Linked DNA regions of Triticum aestivum: region 2 is linked to region 1. A link is a contact called in public Hi-C data. All regions are on one chromosome and are shown on one strand. The core of a region is the stretch at or near the end of the contact, and the rest is flanking DNA. Distances in the headings are between cores, read along the strand shown.

What was found. Hi-C and Micro-C count contacts between places; a contact is called where the count stands out from the background.
Region 2: a contact with region 1 is called in a Hi-C map of leaf, with 3 times the contacts expected there. The contact joins the promoter of LOC123189872 here to the promoter of LOC123189871 in region 1. A contact is called at or near these places in 1 of 5 Hi-C or Micro-C datasets (leaf) and 1 of 1 datasets of contacts at active chromatin or transcription factors (leaf).

Annotation. Positions count from the first base shown.
Region 1 is chr2A:626,911,646-626,914,463 of IWGSC CS RefSeq v2.1, forward strand. It overlaps LOC123189871, which reads left to right and starts at 1,444. Exons shown (of 1, transcript XM_044602388.1): 1 at 1,444-2,537. The coding sequence starts at 1,560. The coding sequence ends at 2,096.
Region 2 is chr2A:627,292,881-627,295,580 of IWGSC CS RefSeq v2.1, forward strand. It overlaps LOC123189872 (endoplasmic reticulum metallopeptidase 1), which reads left to right and starts at 1,445. Exons shown (of 14, transcript XM_044602390.1): 1 at 1,445-1,752.

The sequences.
Region 1 (2,818 bases), core at 194-2,693:
ACACTACTGGCAAAGGTTGCAATAATCTCCCCTCACATGTAATGCATGATATAGCCTTTTTTGTAGTAGTGGGATGGTAATTATAAGACATCTTTTTTTACCAGATAACACTTTTGTGCTGTAAGCCCAAAGTTCATGAGCTTGTAGCACTGGGCACCTCATTTAAGCAAATTGTCACCAATGTACCCAAAATGCTTGAATGGCACAAAATACCATGTTCTTACCCATTATATGAAACTAGATGATGCCCCACACGTTGTTGCGGGAATGTTTGCAATATTTCAATGAGATTTTGATTATATGGAACATGAATTCTTGAAACAATAGTTTTTGAAAGTATATAAGAATTAAATGTAAATAGCATAATAAAATGAAATTTTACATGCATGCATGTTGTAGTGGATTTTCAATATTAATAGTTGCATATTAAGGTGGGCCTTTACTTATGCATGTTGAATGATGAGGTGGCATGCTTACATGTTGAGAGAAATATGTTAATGGGGGCTAGCTATTTAGATATAGAAGATATGATAGGACGTACCTGCGATGAGGTTGGTGTGTACATATTTTGTTCGTTTGTTTGCGTGTTTTAGCTCGCAAAACACCGCCACGGAATTGCTAGTGCAACCTAACAAAATGTTGCTGGCTCGGTACTACGAGACGGATCTGTTTTGGAGCGATAGATCAAGCTGGCACACAATTCCGTAATATTGACGGCATGAGCTATGTCAAGGTTAGTGCCAACATGATCACTCATTGACATTGTGCAAGGTGTCAAGTGCGTCAAAGATTGACGTTGCGTGGGGCGGTGTTTGAGGCAGTGGTTTATGTTGGCCGTTCGATCACCCATGTCCACCTACACCGAAGCGCCCGTGTAGGTCCGCCTTAGCTTCTGCCTCTATATTCCATGTGGCATGTGTCATCGACTTGACGGGTGAGCCCTTTTAGAGGCGATTTGATATGAGTACATGGTATAATGAAACATTCCAAATATACCACACAATGTTTACAAGTTTTCTAAAATTGCCACACTCTGGTAATTTTCTGAATTGTGTTAGTCATTTTCGCGACAGGTAATTTGAGATGGAGGGAGTATACGTTTCCTACAAATCAAATGCATATATAGGAAACTTTCAATCGGGTCATATTCATTAGGTTTTTCTCAGGAAAATCCTCCAAACCAAGGCCTTAGAGAAATGCAATTAAAAGGTCATATTGTCCCCTAAAAAAGGTCATATTGTATTTGCGGGGAAAATGTGTGTACAGCCATCATGCCGGACAAGTGTGAGCGTATGGCACAGCGACGCAACCGTGCACCCTGCGGAAGGCACGCGAGGCTAGAACCGTCATTCCAAGCACAAGTCTTATCTGCTTCCGGTCCATGTCTCGCTGCGGCGTGGACCCACCCACTAGGCTATGCTCCTATAAAATCCAACCTGGACGAACCAACCCACACAAACTCCAAAACCATTGCCCTCCTCACAACCCCGCACTCTTCCCTCCGCCAAAGACCGGTGGTTGAGGCGTCACGGTAAGCTCGAGGCACAGACGAGAGCGCCATGGCCGGGAGCGCGAGGTCGGCGGCCGCGAAGCACGCGTACCGGATGTTCACGCCGTCCCGGAGCGCGGCGGCGCGGGGCAGCCCCGGCAGCGCGGCGGACGAGTTCGACGAGTCGGACGTCTGGGGCTCGTTCGGCGGGGCGGACTCCGGCCCCGCGGAGCTCGCGCGCGCCCGCACGATCCCGTCGTCCGCCCGCGCCAGCGGCCGGAAGAAGCCGCTGGACCATGCCCATGCCGGCCCCGGCGCCGTGCCCGGGTCGCTGCCGATGAGCATCCCAGACTGGCAGAAGATCCTGGGGGTCGAGTACAGGGGCCACCACGCCGGCGAGTGGGAGCTCTACGGCGACGACGACGACGACTACGGCAAGCTGGGCGCCGGCTGCCGGAGCGGCGCGGTGGTGCCGCCGCACGAGCTGGCGTGGCGCAGCCGCGCCGCGTCCCTGTCGGTGCACGAGGGGGTCGGCAGGACGCTCAAGGGGCGCGACCTCAGCCGCGTCCGCGACGCCGTCTGGAAGAGGACCGGCTTCGAGGACTGACTGACCGGAGACGGAGCATGCATGGCATCGGCATGGCTCGATCGCCGGCGGCTGGTCCAGTATGCGCCGCAGTATAGCCTCGAAGCGAGATCATTACTACTAATTGTTTCGCTCGTTTCGGGCCCTCCTTTTTGGCATGCGTAGCAAAAACAAACCGTAGTAGCGAAGACATGCGATCCTGACGGAAGGGGAGCGGGTGGGTGTTCGTTCGTTCGTTCATGGCGTGACAAATTTCAGGGGCACCTGGAGGAAAAGGCTAGCTAGGTTGGTTGGTCAGGCGTCGGCGTGCGTATTTTATTTCTTTCTTTCGTGTAGTCTTAAGCTTTTTGCAGTGGGTTGTACTGCTGTTTTTGGGCGAAGTTGCTGAACAGAGAAGAAATGCCTGTCTTTGCCAACCCGATCTCATGATACAGGAGCATAAATGGTAAAAGAAATTGCTTTCGGTTGAGTGTTACACCTTTCTGAAGTGACAAGATTACTCACATTTTTCTTCCAATATAACGACACTGTGGCCCTACTGAACAGTGAGCACGCACTGACATAATTGACCATTAATAATATCTATCGGATGTGTCTAGCTCTCATCTATACTAGATAAAGTCTACTCTAACTCCTACACCGCCGAATTCTACGCGGAGATTCATAGGTTTTTCCCCATTGATTTTGCTTGGTTAATCAGCAGTGTAGGAGTTAGATGAGACATTGTAGATGAGAATTAGCAA
Region 2 (2,700 bases), core at 195-2,694, 380 kb after region 1:
AAATGATATAAAATTGCATGTAAAGCATACATGATTGATAATATAATAGTATGAAACAATAAAAAATATAGATACGTTGGAGATGTATCAGGCCTCGGCTCGCGGCGGACCGGTGCACATTTGTTAGTGGTGGTGGCGGTCTAGCGCTAGATGTGGTGATGCGGTGGCGCCGAGGAGGTTCGCCGGATGAGCGCGCGATGGCGGTTTGGGCCAGCCAGATCTGGTTCGGGCGATGATGGGCCCGATCTGGGCACGATGTGTGACGAGTGCTGGGTTCTCTGGTGAGCAGCGGAGTCGTCGGTTGTCCTCTGGTCGGGATGGAAGGAGCATCAGTCTCCAGTTCGAAGGAGCAGCAGTCTCCAGTTCTTGTGGTGGGTGCGTCCAGGGCATGGTCTTTGGCGTAGCTGCGCATTTATGCGGAGAAAGTCTCGCTCTTAGCCGGTGATGGCAACACATGCGTATGCTGCTTCCTTGTTGAAGGCTTCACCGAGGAGTTTTGCACCTATCCCGCTCTTGAGTTATAGTCTCGGGTGAAAGCCGAGATCCGCTTATCGGATCGACAGTGGCGACGTTCTTGGCGTCGTTTCTTTGATGGAAGCATCGTTTTGGAGATTTGACCTTTTGGCAGGAGCACCTTGTCTGTGGTTGAGCAGTTGACCGGGAGCTCCCGGTGGCAAGATGTTTGCGGTGGTGCATTAGGTTGTGGCCAGTAGTTGGCTAGCGGTGTTGCATGATTGAAGCACTTTGGACAGACAAGTCAGGTTGGTCGTCCTCTCGAGACCGGAGCGGCACATGGCCACTCCTCTATCGGATATCTCTTCTCTCTCAAGTGTCGATGAGGCCGTCAAACATGCTTTGTGGCGGTCATGATCAGTACAACAAAATGGTCCTCTTGGGTGAAGTTTTGGCGAAGCCAAAGTCGTCGGGCCATGAGCGTGGATGGCGATGTATGATGACACCGACCTCCTCGGCAATGTGCCTTTGGTTTTGTGCTGTGTTGGCTCAGCCTTTTGGCGCCTTTGTATGTCTTGTGGTGCTTTATTAGACCTAGTTTAACTAACCGAGCAGTTTCAGCCATCGGAATTCTTCTTCTTCAATGGAATCTTAGCAGCTCTTCTTCCAACTTAAAAAAACGAAATAAAATCACGGGAAAGCAGTTCGAGCTCTGGACGGACAAAACCGTGTCATCAGCCAACAAGAAGATGAACACGGGACGCTTCAGAGGGGACCCTGTGCCTGACATCCTTGCGGTCCTCCACGCCACGGGAGGAACAGAGAAGTAGGGGACGGGCGACGGACGGGCTCGTGAGCTCGTCACAGAGGCGGGCAGGGCGCACAGTGCCTCGTCCCGCCCCATATGGCCCATACACCCCGCGCAACACGACACCAGTCCAGCATCTCGTGTCTGCCTACGTCCAAGTACTCCTCCTAGCACGGGCCACGGGCCAGGCACGCTCTTGGGTCCCTGCGATGCGATGCGATCGCCGTCCTTCCTTCTTCCCCCCTCTCCTTCCCCTCATCATAACCCCGAATCTCCGCTCCGCGCGGCGCGGGCGTCTCCCTGCTGCTTCCCCTCCCTCGCGTAAAAAATAGAGAGAGGCGACCGAAATCCTAACGGCCTGCCGCCCCATCCCCTCCAGAGTCCAGACTGCAGTCCACGCCGAGATAACCTCCCCGCCGAAGCAAGAGCTCCGCTCCCCTCGCCGCCGGCCTCTCTGGAGATCCGCACGGGCGTGGATTCTTCTTCCACTGGTGAGGAAAGCGCTGGCACTAGCTTGCTGCTATACAATTCTGCTCCGTTTCTTCCCTTCGCAAACCGAATCTGAATCTTCCTCTCTCTACTAGCAGCTCCCTCCATCATGGTAGTTAGTTGCGGGTTCGTTTCCTGCGTGTGCGCCGCTACTAATCCTGTCCATCACTCATAGGCGATCTCTCAGATGACCTCGCCCACATAGGAAGTAGAGTCTTGGCTGTCAATTATATAGAACTAATACTAGTGTCGATACCAGTTTAATCGGTAAAAGGAAACAGAATTTTGGGGCAAGTCTGAATCCCCAACGCCCTCCGTGGCTAATTGTGCCATTGACTCGAAACTTCATAACTGAGATCGCCATTAGCTGGGTAATTAGTTTCAGATGTCACACGGTGCTGCAACCTGTTCTTGGTAATTAATGGCTGGCTTTTCTCAAGCCTGACAGGCAGGCCACGACTTTCCCATGATCTCTGGTAAATGCACCGTCTAGAACTGCAAGCTGGGTCCCTTTTTGCCGCCCTTGTGTGAAATATTCAAGGCTGGAAATTCTCCTTGCCATATGCTAGTACTTTGCTGCCCTGGTCCACACACTCTGGCTTCTTAAAAAGAACCTTGGACGCAGTAAATGTGAATCAACCTACCAATTCTCTGCCTCCTCTTTTATGGTAACGTAACATGTAGCCAAAAGCGGCCACTTCTCATCCATAGACTCTCAGAGTTTCAGTTCCTGTTTCAGTAACGACTTGTGGTCGTCTTGAATAGCCAATCCGTTCTCTTGTTTTCAAGTTTCCCGTTCGTAACCAGCTGACTATGGAGTAGGGACCTGTTCCACCTAGCTTCTGAACTTGGGGAGCATCCCTGCTCTGAAACTGTGAACCATGGGGTGTCAGTTGAACTGCGCGAAGAACATCACTGAAAAATTAGGACGCCCTGAGACTCTGTGTAGT